Regions from separate parts of the Mus musculus genome. Here region 1 is linked to region 2. A link is a contact called in public promoter capture Hi-C data. All regions are on one chromosome and are shown on one strand. Each heading gives the region's core, a stretch centred on a gene start, on an enhancer-like site or on the middle of the called end of the contact. The rest is flanking DNA. Distances are from core to core; before and after follow the strand shown. Region 1 overlaps Gucy2c (guanylate cyclase 2c). Region 2 holds the start of Plbd1 (phospholipase B domain containing 1).

Region 1 (4,772 bases), core at 1,140-3,639, 81 kb after region 2:
ATTACAGGCACGGGTCACCACATCTGGTGGCACGGGCGGTTTCTAAGCTTCTCCTAGGCTCCACACTATACTGTATGATGAATCTTCAATCTTTCACAATATACCAGTAGATCTCTGAAGATAGCTAGTTAGACACTGCTCATAACGTGGCTAGCTGGACACAAGGCATGTTTGCAGTCTTCCCAACACTCAGCAGAACTAGCCTGAGCACACAGACTCACAGGGGCAGAGGCCAGAGCTTCGATCTGAATCCTGTGCCTCAATGCCAGGGTTCTGATCTACACATATCGGCTTCTGCTTTTGACCCCGCTTTTGAAGTAGAGTGCCTTCTAGATCCCAGGTCTGCCTTTTTCATCAAGCACCGCCAATGGACACCAGGCTTGTCCCCTTCTCCCGTCCCCATCTGGAGGGCAAGCCTGTGGGAAGGAGGTACCTCAGCACGAGGAGGGCAATCAGCAGCAGAACTACCAGGATCCCCGTGAGCGTGAAGACGGCAATCATCAGGATTTGAGGGCCTGTGCAGAGAAGGAAGGGGTGTGCATTAGCGGGGCCACAGCACAAATGCGTCCCAGAGCCCCGCCTGGTGAAATGAAGCCCGAGGACAGGAGAGGGAAGAGCCCTTTTGAAAAACATTTTTTGATTAATCTTTTATTGGTGCTATGCATCCAGCATCTGCAGGCTCTGCTCCTCCCCTCCCCTCCCCTCCCCTCCCCTCCCCTCCCCTCCCCTCCCCTCCCCTCCCCTCCCCTCTCTCCTCTTCCTAAGTAGCTCAGAGTTGCCCTAAAACTTATGATCCCCCTGTGTGCTAGAATTATAGGTACATGCCACTAGGCACAGCCATGTAGCTCCTTATTTCTAACCAAAACCACTACTGTCATAGGAACATTAAGTGGTTTCCAACACATAATTTGAAGGGAGATAAGCCTACATGATATTCTCTAGATCTGTGTGTCTAAAGAGGTTCTATGCAGAAAGAAAGAGATGGCTATGTTTAAATGCTGGATGCATACTGTAAGAAAGCCAATTAGAATATTAAACCACAGTGCTGTATACTATTCCTCTCCAAGATTTCTATTATTGAGGGAAAGCAATAACTTGACTGTGTTAGAGTGAATGAATCTTGTGTGTGTGTGTGTGTGTGTGTGTGTGTGCGCGCGCGCATAGTTTGAGTAGAAGTCTTCCATTCACAGATTTTCAGAACAACAAGTGGAGTTCAGGAAAATGGGAGTGTAATCCGAGGAAACACTGGAGGGACGTCCAAGGACGTAAGGGACAAGTTCAGTGTCAGAAGCCACAGCAGTAAAAACCCTCGCAGGCTCATTCTGGCTCACGTGTGTGCAGAGCTTCCCCACCTGGCAGGAAGTAAGTACGCTCCATGAAAGGATGACTCAAAGTGAGAAGCAAAATGTGTAAGGAGCTGGAAGACAAAGGGATATGGTAAAAAGGACAAGGAGAGAGGAGAGAGTTGCATGAGAGAGGGGAGGGGAGGGAGGGAGGGAGGGGAGGGAGGGAGAGAGAGAGAGAGAGAGAGAGAGAGAGAGAGAGAGAGAGAGAGAGAGAGAGAGCACGCGCAAACAAATGCTCAAATAGGGAAAGTGTTCAAATTTTTTTTTTTTTTTAAAGACTGGAGGTCACTTCCAAGTACTTAATGAAATTACTCCAAGAAAAGATGAACAGATTTCTCATTAAAGTTCCACTCCCTCCCCCTCCACCCCCAGGAGTCTCTAACACAGCATGGGGGGACACTCAAGACCCTTGAAGGCACAGCTCGGTTGTCTACCAGCCAGCCTGTACCCACCATGAGTAAATTATTGATTTTTAAATGGCTGAAAGCTTTGAATAAAAGTTTGATCCTCTTTATTTTACCGAGACAAGAAAAAGATGCCCCAATATGAAAATATACTAAGACCCTCCTCTACTGTAAACTTATCACACATCTTGTAATGTTTTTGTTTAATCATACTGTATCCTAAACTTTTCTCATGTTCTCTCTCTCTCTTCCTTCTTCCTCCCCCACCCGCTGACCCTCTGTTGCCCCCAGTCCCTCGCCCCGCCACGCCCCATCCCTCCCCTGCTCCGTCCCAAGCAGAAGCTTAGCATGCGATAAAACTGTAGCACATTTCCATGAGGGCTGCTTGGCAAGCTTTGCCCTGGGGTTGCCTGTCACCTGGCTTTCTAAGTGACTTTGTTTCGCCTCTCACCTAGGCAGGAAAGTGCTCCCACCTCAGGGCTCATGCCATCATGACATCGTGACGTCATGTCATGACCATCATGAGACTGTCATGAAGTCATGTCGTGACCACATTTCTTTTGATGGATACAGTACTTCCACCATGCCTACCACCATCACACACTGCCACCGTAACACACCCCTAGCCCCAGACAAAGAGGAAGTCTGTAGAAAAAATACAACTCCACACTGTGGCATCATACACCCCCATGCCAGAGCATGAGTCTGAGCCACTCAGGTCATTTCAGTCCCTACCTGCCTACATAATGAGCACCCCCTGTGCTAGACATAATGACCATAATTAGATATTTAAACATGCTATTTAAATGAAATCAGTTCATTGTTGTTTAGACAGGGTCATACTCAGTAGTCCAGGCTGGCCTGGATCTCATTTTGTGGCCGAGGATTGCCTCAACTCATGGTAATATTCCCTTCGGTATTCCCAACACTGTGATTACAGATGTGAGCCACCTGGCTAAATGCAGTTGTTTAAAATTCAACCGCATTTTCATTTTGCTTCTCTGTTAAGTCAGGTTCAGGCTACTTCTAAGGCAAACCATCTGTGCCCTCTAGTGGCTATTCTGGTTGTTGCATTCTGCCGGCTTCTCAAAGAATGTACAGTGAACAGCAGGGTGATTTCTAAGTCCTAGGACAGTAGGGCTGGAGGGAACTCGGTAAACAGGCTGCTTTGCTAGAGGAGAAAGCTTTTAGTTGTAATCAAAGCAAACTGACTCATGTTAACGCAATTGTCTTTGGCTATGCTACCCTGGACCTGCCTTTTCATCTAAATTAATGGTTTTAGTGCTGGGTCCAGTGTGTGTGTGTGTGTGTGTGTGTGTTTGTGTGTGTGTGTGTGTGTAATTAATATAATATAATATATCACTATATTATATTTAATAATATTATATAACATTATATATTCTTATGATATTAATGTTACAATATATATTGTAGATTATATAGAATAAATTACATATTGAATGTATTGAATATATTGAATAATTGAATACATAATTATTCAATTATTCCAGTGCAGTATGCTTCAGCAACAGGTATCAGTGACTATTAGACCCCAATCTTGTACAGTATGTTGTAAAAAGACACATGAACAAGCAAATGTGGCGTGAGTACCGTGCAGGCGTCACACAGGGCTAGACAGATCCTTTCCTGAGGTGCTGAGCAAAGCTGAGGAGAGGTGAGATCCAGCAAATATTCCTTGCTTAAAACATTGAGTCTGTAGCAGTAACAGGATAAAGTACACATTTTTATGTCTATTCAATTTTGCTGATTTTCTGACTTTGTTTTCTAGGGGGTCCCGCTTATATGGAAACCATCTTCAAGACAGGGTTCGAATGTGGATGGGTCTAACCAGAACTCACTGGGCTTGTAAAACCCAGCCACAAACCTGGAGAGTCTAGGCAAGATGAGAAGAAAAGATAAACAAGCTAACTGCCTACAGCTTGCGCGGAAACCACATCGAGAGAAGGAAACTCAGCAAGAACGGCTTACCCAGCCCAGGAACGTCATTGGGGAGCTTGTGGTTCTTCCAGATGAAGTTGGGGTTCTCAGCCACCGGAATAGTTTTGTTTTTGTGGGTGTCATACTTCATAAGAACCTTGTACTGTGTTGGAGCCATAAACAAAGGCAAAAAGAAAAGAAAATCATGAGAACATTTTAGAGCAATGTGTGATGAGGCTGACTGTGTGTGTGTGTGTGGCTTTGGGGACGTGATCTCGATCTCTTAATCCTCCTGCCTCAGCTTCCCAAATTTTGGGATTACAGATATGAGCCATCATTACCAGTTGTTAATTAAGCCTCTATGAATAAAGCCTTCACGTGACGTTATCTGCTAATGGAAACATTATTACAGGCTATCTTTGAATTAGTGCTCTAGGTATTGACAATGCTGTGTGCAATATGTTTGAAACAGGGCTACCTTCTACAGTCACTATCCTTCCCTCAAAATATTCTCCATGGGAAATTTACATTTAGAGACTTGAGTCTGAAGGATAGAACCTATAGTTGCATATATAGAAGGTCAAAATTAGCCTGTATGCTAGGGTGTGGCTTATCAACTCTCTATTGATACCTACCCTGAGTATAGACTAGTATTCTGATAGCTCCATGTTTTGAGAGCTAATTGCTAGGTTCTCCCCAATACACACACTATGTACTGAGGTTGGAAGCAGTCAAATGCTGAGAAGTTTGACCAAATTTGTTTTGGGAGACCTGTGTAGGGAACAGTGGAAGTGTGGTGAGGAAAGGTCTCTCACACACGTCTTTGTGTCTCTTCCGAGGACAGTAGGGTCTTCATCTCTTTGGATGAGCATGTGGGTCTCTTTGTGTGGTTCCTGTTAGTAACTGAAGCATTTGGGGGATATGACACAAAAATTTTCCATGGCATGTGTATCAACTTTATATTCCTCTTAAAGTTTCTCCCTCCCTCCCTCCCTCCCTCCCTCCCTCCCTCCCTCCCTCCCTCCCTCCCTCCCTCCCTTCCTTCCTTCCTTCCTTCCTTCCTTCTTTCCTTCTCTCCCTGCCT
Region 2 (4,501 bases), core at 1,864-4,363:
GTGGTTGAGCTATTTCATGGACTCATGATTTCGACATATGGATTAGGATGCTGGTTGCTTGAGTTTCCAAAGGAGCTTAAAGGGAATAAAGCTTTGGCAACTTGTCAGCTGCTCCTGCTGGGCCCATCACAGGACCTGCCAGACTGATGATGGAGGTCATCACAGGACCTGCCAGACTGATGATGGAGGTCATCACAGGACCTGCCAGACTGATGATGGAGGTCATCACAGGACCTGCCAGACTGATGATGGAGGTCATCACAGGACCTGCCAGACTGATGATGGAGGTCATCACAGGACCTGCCAGACTGATGATGGAGGTCATCACAGGACCTGCCAGACTGATGATGGAGGTCATCACAGGACCTGCCAGACTGATGATGGAGGTCATCACAGGACCTGCCAGACTGATGATGGAGGTCATCACAGGACCTGCCAGACTGATGATGGAGGTCATCACAGGACCTGCCAGACTGATGATGGAGGTCATCACAGGACCTGCCAGACTGATGATGGAGGTCGTCTCTCAGCGCACCAGCAGCCTCTCTCGGAGATTTGTTCATTCTGTTTTCAAACCTCAATCAAAAGACTTCCACAACGTCTTCCCCACCCCCAGGATTGACACATATGTCATGTGACATCCAGGTCTCTTCGGATGACAAAGAGTTATAAGTTTTGCATAAACGTTTCCTCATAATTTCACTACCTCCACAATGTTAGTAAGTTCCTCCTTTGCCCTGGTAAGAAGGAACATGCTAACTCCAGCAATAACTCACTAGCCACCCTTTAAAGCTAAAAATCAGAACGCGGGAGCAATTGGAAAACTGTTTAGGGATTAAAAAGACGAGGCTGGTGCCGTGGATCTCTCTGAGTTCCAGGTTAGCCTGGTCTACACAGTGAGTTCTAGGCTAGCCAGGGCTACATAATGAGATCCCGTCTTAGTAAATAAATAAATACATACATACATACACACATACATACATACATAAATACTTAAATGAAGTATAAAGAATTTCCATGTTAAAATAAGCCATGGTGCAACCAGTAGGCCCATTTTAGTGAACTCAGATATATAACTGCTGTCAGAGTTAAAGTAGCCATTGGCTTTAACCTGTTGTCTGCCGGCCGGGACACCTTATGGAGACTAAATGACAGTCAGGTTAGCAAGTGCTTCCCACCAGCTGATTCCGGTTCCCAGTGCCCAATCAGGGCAGATGAGTCAGGCCCTCAGCCTGACAGTTATATTTCTAATGAATAATTAATGATGAATCTGGGGACAGACTTGGGCGTGTATCAGGGTGAATCGTCTCCCTGAGATCTGATCACAGCTGGCATGATGCAAATACTGACTTCTGGAGTTTAGCCCTGCCTGCCTAGAGGAAGAACCAGTTTTACCAAGGAATGGGCTACATTTTGAGTCTCACGGAGGTCGGCTCATCTCTCTCTTACCAGGGCAAAGGAGGAACAGTTAGGACACAGCCTACTAAGCTCACAGTACGGAGCTAGGTTCCTTTGGGAGCCCTGGGAGATAGCAATGCCTCTGCTTTTTTACGATTTAAATTTTGGGTAATCTACTGGCAGGTTGAGGAAGCTTCAATACAGTACAAATAACATACTGATAAGAGGGAGAAAGGACATCCCATCTGTTTCAAATAGACACTGCAGGCAGGCATCCTTAGCTGTCCTCAAAGCTGTCATGTGGAGGAGCCTTTCAGGATTGCTGGCCATGGTAAGGAACCAGCAGCTTTTCTGGACTAAAGGGTGTGTGTGTGTGTGTGTGTGTGTGTGTGTGTGTGTGTGTGTGAGCGTGAGCGCTCATGTGGCGGGGGTAGGGAGGGATGACCAAAGAACATACAGCTAAATCAGGGGAGACATCAGGCACTTCCGGACCCTTCTCATCCCACAAGCCTGTGCCCACTGGGAAGTTTCCAGACATGAGTGGAGCAGGCTTTGAAAGCAAACACTTCCAAATGGCAAGGGTGCGGGTACTCGTTGAGAGACGGTAACGAGAAAAATCAGCGACTTTTGAAAGGGGACACTGCCCGCGTCCCTTCCTATTCTTGAATGGGTCAAACAAGGAGACGATTACGAAATCAGTCGTCCTCTCTGAATTTGACTTTTAGAATCTTCCAAGTCTACGCATCCCACAATTCATTTTGGTCTTGTTACAAATGGAAGGGTGAGACTGGAAGGACACCTGTTGAGGCCTGTTTTTTCTGAAGGGAAGGATTACACCAGTGCCCTCTGGCAACCCAGCTACCTTATCGCTTAGGCAAATTCCTGACTTCCCCCCAGTCGCAGCCTCTGTGCAGTAGAACGGAGACTTTAATCCACTTTAGGATTCTGAGGCCATTCAGAAGAGCTCAGCAGCCTTAAGCTCTGGCCCTGTCCCATATCAAGATGGCATAACCAGTTTGCTATCAGTTCTCTTAAGTCCAAGTCACTTGTCTACTTCTAGAAGCAGAACAAAGGTCAGCTCGAAATCACACCTCAGTCTGATTTGGAAAAATCTCTGGACTGGAGCCTTTTGGACCAGTCGAGGTTGTCCGGGACAAGATATGGGACAGAATTAAGGCCAAAACATTTTACGTTGGAGAGCCCTTGTACCCTCCTTCAATGCCACCGCTGATCCACCTCAGGGCTGGAACGTAACCCGCCAGGCTCCCCACCAAGAAGTACGACCCAAGACGCCCCTAGATGCAAAGCTGTTGGGACTCTGGCCAGCCGCCGGCGTGGGGGTACAGGGCAACGCCCCTAGTCCGCGGGCGGCCGTTCTGCTCACCTGTTGGGTCGCTCTGGCTGGCAGCGCCAGCCGCCCAGGGAGGCTGCAGCAGCAATGGCAGCAGCAGCAGCAGCGGCGATGGCGGCCTGAGGCTCCTGCCAGGGCTGCGGTGGCACATCGCTCCTCCGCTGTGACCTCGGCCTGGTTGGATTAGGTCCCGCTGGCGCCGGCGGTGGCAGCTGTTGCAAGAGCCGCACTTGAGGATGGTAGCAGGGCGCTGCGTTGCAGAGGCCGGGCCGATCTTAACTTTCTTCTGACATTAGTCTTGCCTGCTTGGGCGCTTCACGTGGCCTTGGGAACCAACCTTCGCCCTGCTGAGCCCCAGGCTAGGAGAGGCGGATCCTTTCCGTCTGGTCTGACCCTCCAGCCACCTGTGGGCCAGGCCGGGAAAGTTCTCTGTCGCGCTTTTGGGAAGTGCCGGGGCTGTGCTGCTTTCTCTGGTCGCCTCCTGGAGGGTGGGGCTCAGGGCTAAGGAATCAGTTAAAGGTGGCCTTGGTCCCTGTAGCAGAGGATAAGGAAACCGAGGCAGCAGTGGGTCGCATGCCTCCCCGTAGGTCGGATTCTGTGGCCTTCTGTCTTCTCAGGTCCCTCATCCGTCAGGAATCAGGGCTTCTTGCGCCAGCCTGTCTGACCTCAGGAGCTCAACACCTCCAGACCTTAGCTTTGTGTCTTCATTGGGCGGAGCTGATTCACGCGGGGCTAGAAGCAGATCTACCCCTGAGCTTCCATAGAGACCCATGTCTGGGCAGGACTCGCTGAAGGCAACATTGTGAAGTTGGCCAAGGGTGCCCTAGGTGACATTGTGAAGTAGGCAACAGACTTCAAGCTGACTGAGCTCATCTTTTGCTACTGAACCCAGGCAAGCAAACCACTGTAGCTGGGTTTGTAAAGCGTTCCAGAAGTCGAGGCAGGAGGATTAATGAAAGTCTGAGGACAATTTGGGCTACTGAATGAGACACTGTTTCCAAACACCAAAATATAAAAAATCCAGATAAACAAATAAATATTTTTTAAAAAGTAATGAAGAAGTGCCTTTGTTAGAGGAAGAAATAAATTTGTCATTGCTAGAAATGACACCTGTGAATTATGAAATACAAATCACAATTTCGTTTGGTAATATTCATTTAGTGGAGAAAGAAGCTGCAGGCATTGTAGGGACTGTACATAAAATAAAAACGAAGGTGAACGGTACCTTTGGGTCCTATGGCACGTGGCTAGTGAAGTGTCACCCCAAAAAGTGCAGGTGTGTCTCCATATCCCACTCTGTGACCTCACTGACCCTTCTGATCCAAGGAGACAAGTGTTCAGAGGAGGTGACTCTTTCAGGATGCCTGATGGGGGCTGGGCTCACCCACCTGATGGTTTGCTTGCCGAGTATTTATTGACTTCAGTGTTCCAGGATAGAGCCCTGTATGACACCGGGTCTGTAGAACACCAGACTAGTCGATGAAGTGGTTGGCTTGTTTTGAACGAGCAGTTTAATTGGATTAGACTTTCTTAAACTCAGTACTGTTGAAATTCTGTCCAGTTATGAGTGAGCATATGTGTGTGTCCGTCCGTGTGTGTGAGTGTGTCCTGTGCACTCTGAGGCCTTTAACATCCTTGAAAGTGCCTCCAGACCACGTCCAGTATTCCCCAAGGTAAAAAGTACTAACCTAGCAGAGCACTGTTACAGTAATTTGTGGTACATTTTGACATACTTAAATTGCGTTTTTTAAA

What was found. Promoter capture Hi-C pulls out the DNA fragments that hold promoters and counts their contacts.
Region 1: a contact with region 2 is called in a promoter capture Hi-C map of hematopoietic stem and progenitor cells, with 2.4 times the contacts expected there. The contact joins the enhancer-like site here to the promoter of Plbd1 in region 2. A contact is called at or near these places in 7 of 39 promoter capture datasets (the 3T3-L1 cell line, cranial neural crest, hematopoietic stem and progenitor cells and 4 more), 2 of 484 Hi-C or Micro-C datasets (bone marrow-derived macrophages and granulocyte-monocyte progenitors), 6 of 115 datasets of contacts at active chromatin or transcription factors (embryonic stem cells, large pre-B cells, microglia and 2 more) and 4 of 9 other capture datasets (adipose tissue, embryonic stem cells, liver and 1 more).

The regions. Positions count from the first base shown.
Region 1 is chr6:136,740,177-136,744,948 of GRCm38.p6, forward strand. Gucy2c (guanylate cyclase 2c) reads right to left here. Exons shown (of 27, transcript NM_001127318.1): 10 at 3,740-3,851; 11 at 434-515. Among named protein-coding and RNA genes, the nearest start is that of Gucy2c, 39 kb to the right of the region's middle. Within about 2 kb of position 2,390, at least 61 of the 459 cell types and tissues checked have an H3K27ac peak or open chromatin away from gene starts, as enhancers often do. A contact at or near this core is called in granulocyte-monocyte progenitors, hematopoietic stem and progenitor cells and second pharyngeal arch cranial neural crest, where this site is marked.
Region 2 is chr6:136,658,780-136,663,280 of GRCm38.p6, forward strand. It overlaps Plbd1 (phospholipase B domain containing 1), which reads right to left and starts at 3,114. Exons shown (of 11, transcript NM_025806.2): 1 at 2,783-3,114. The coding sequence starts at 2,900.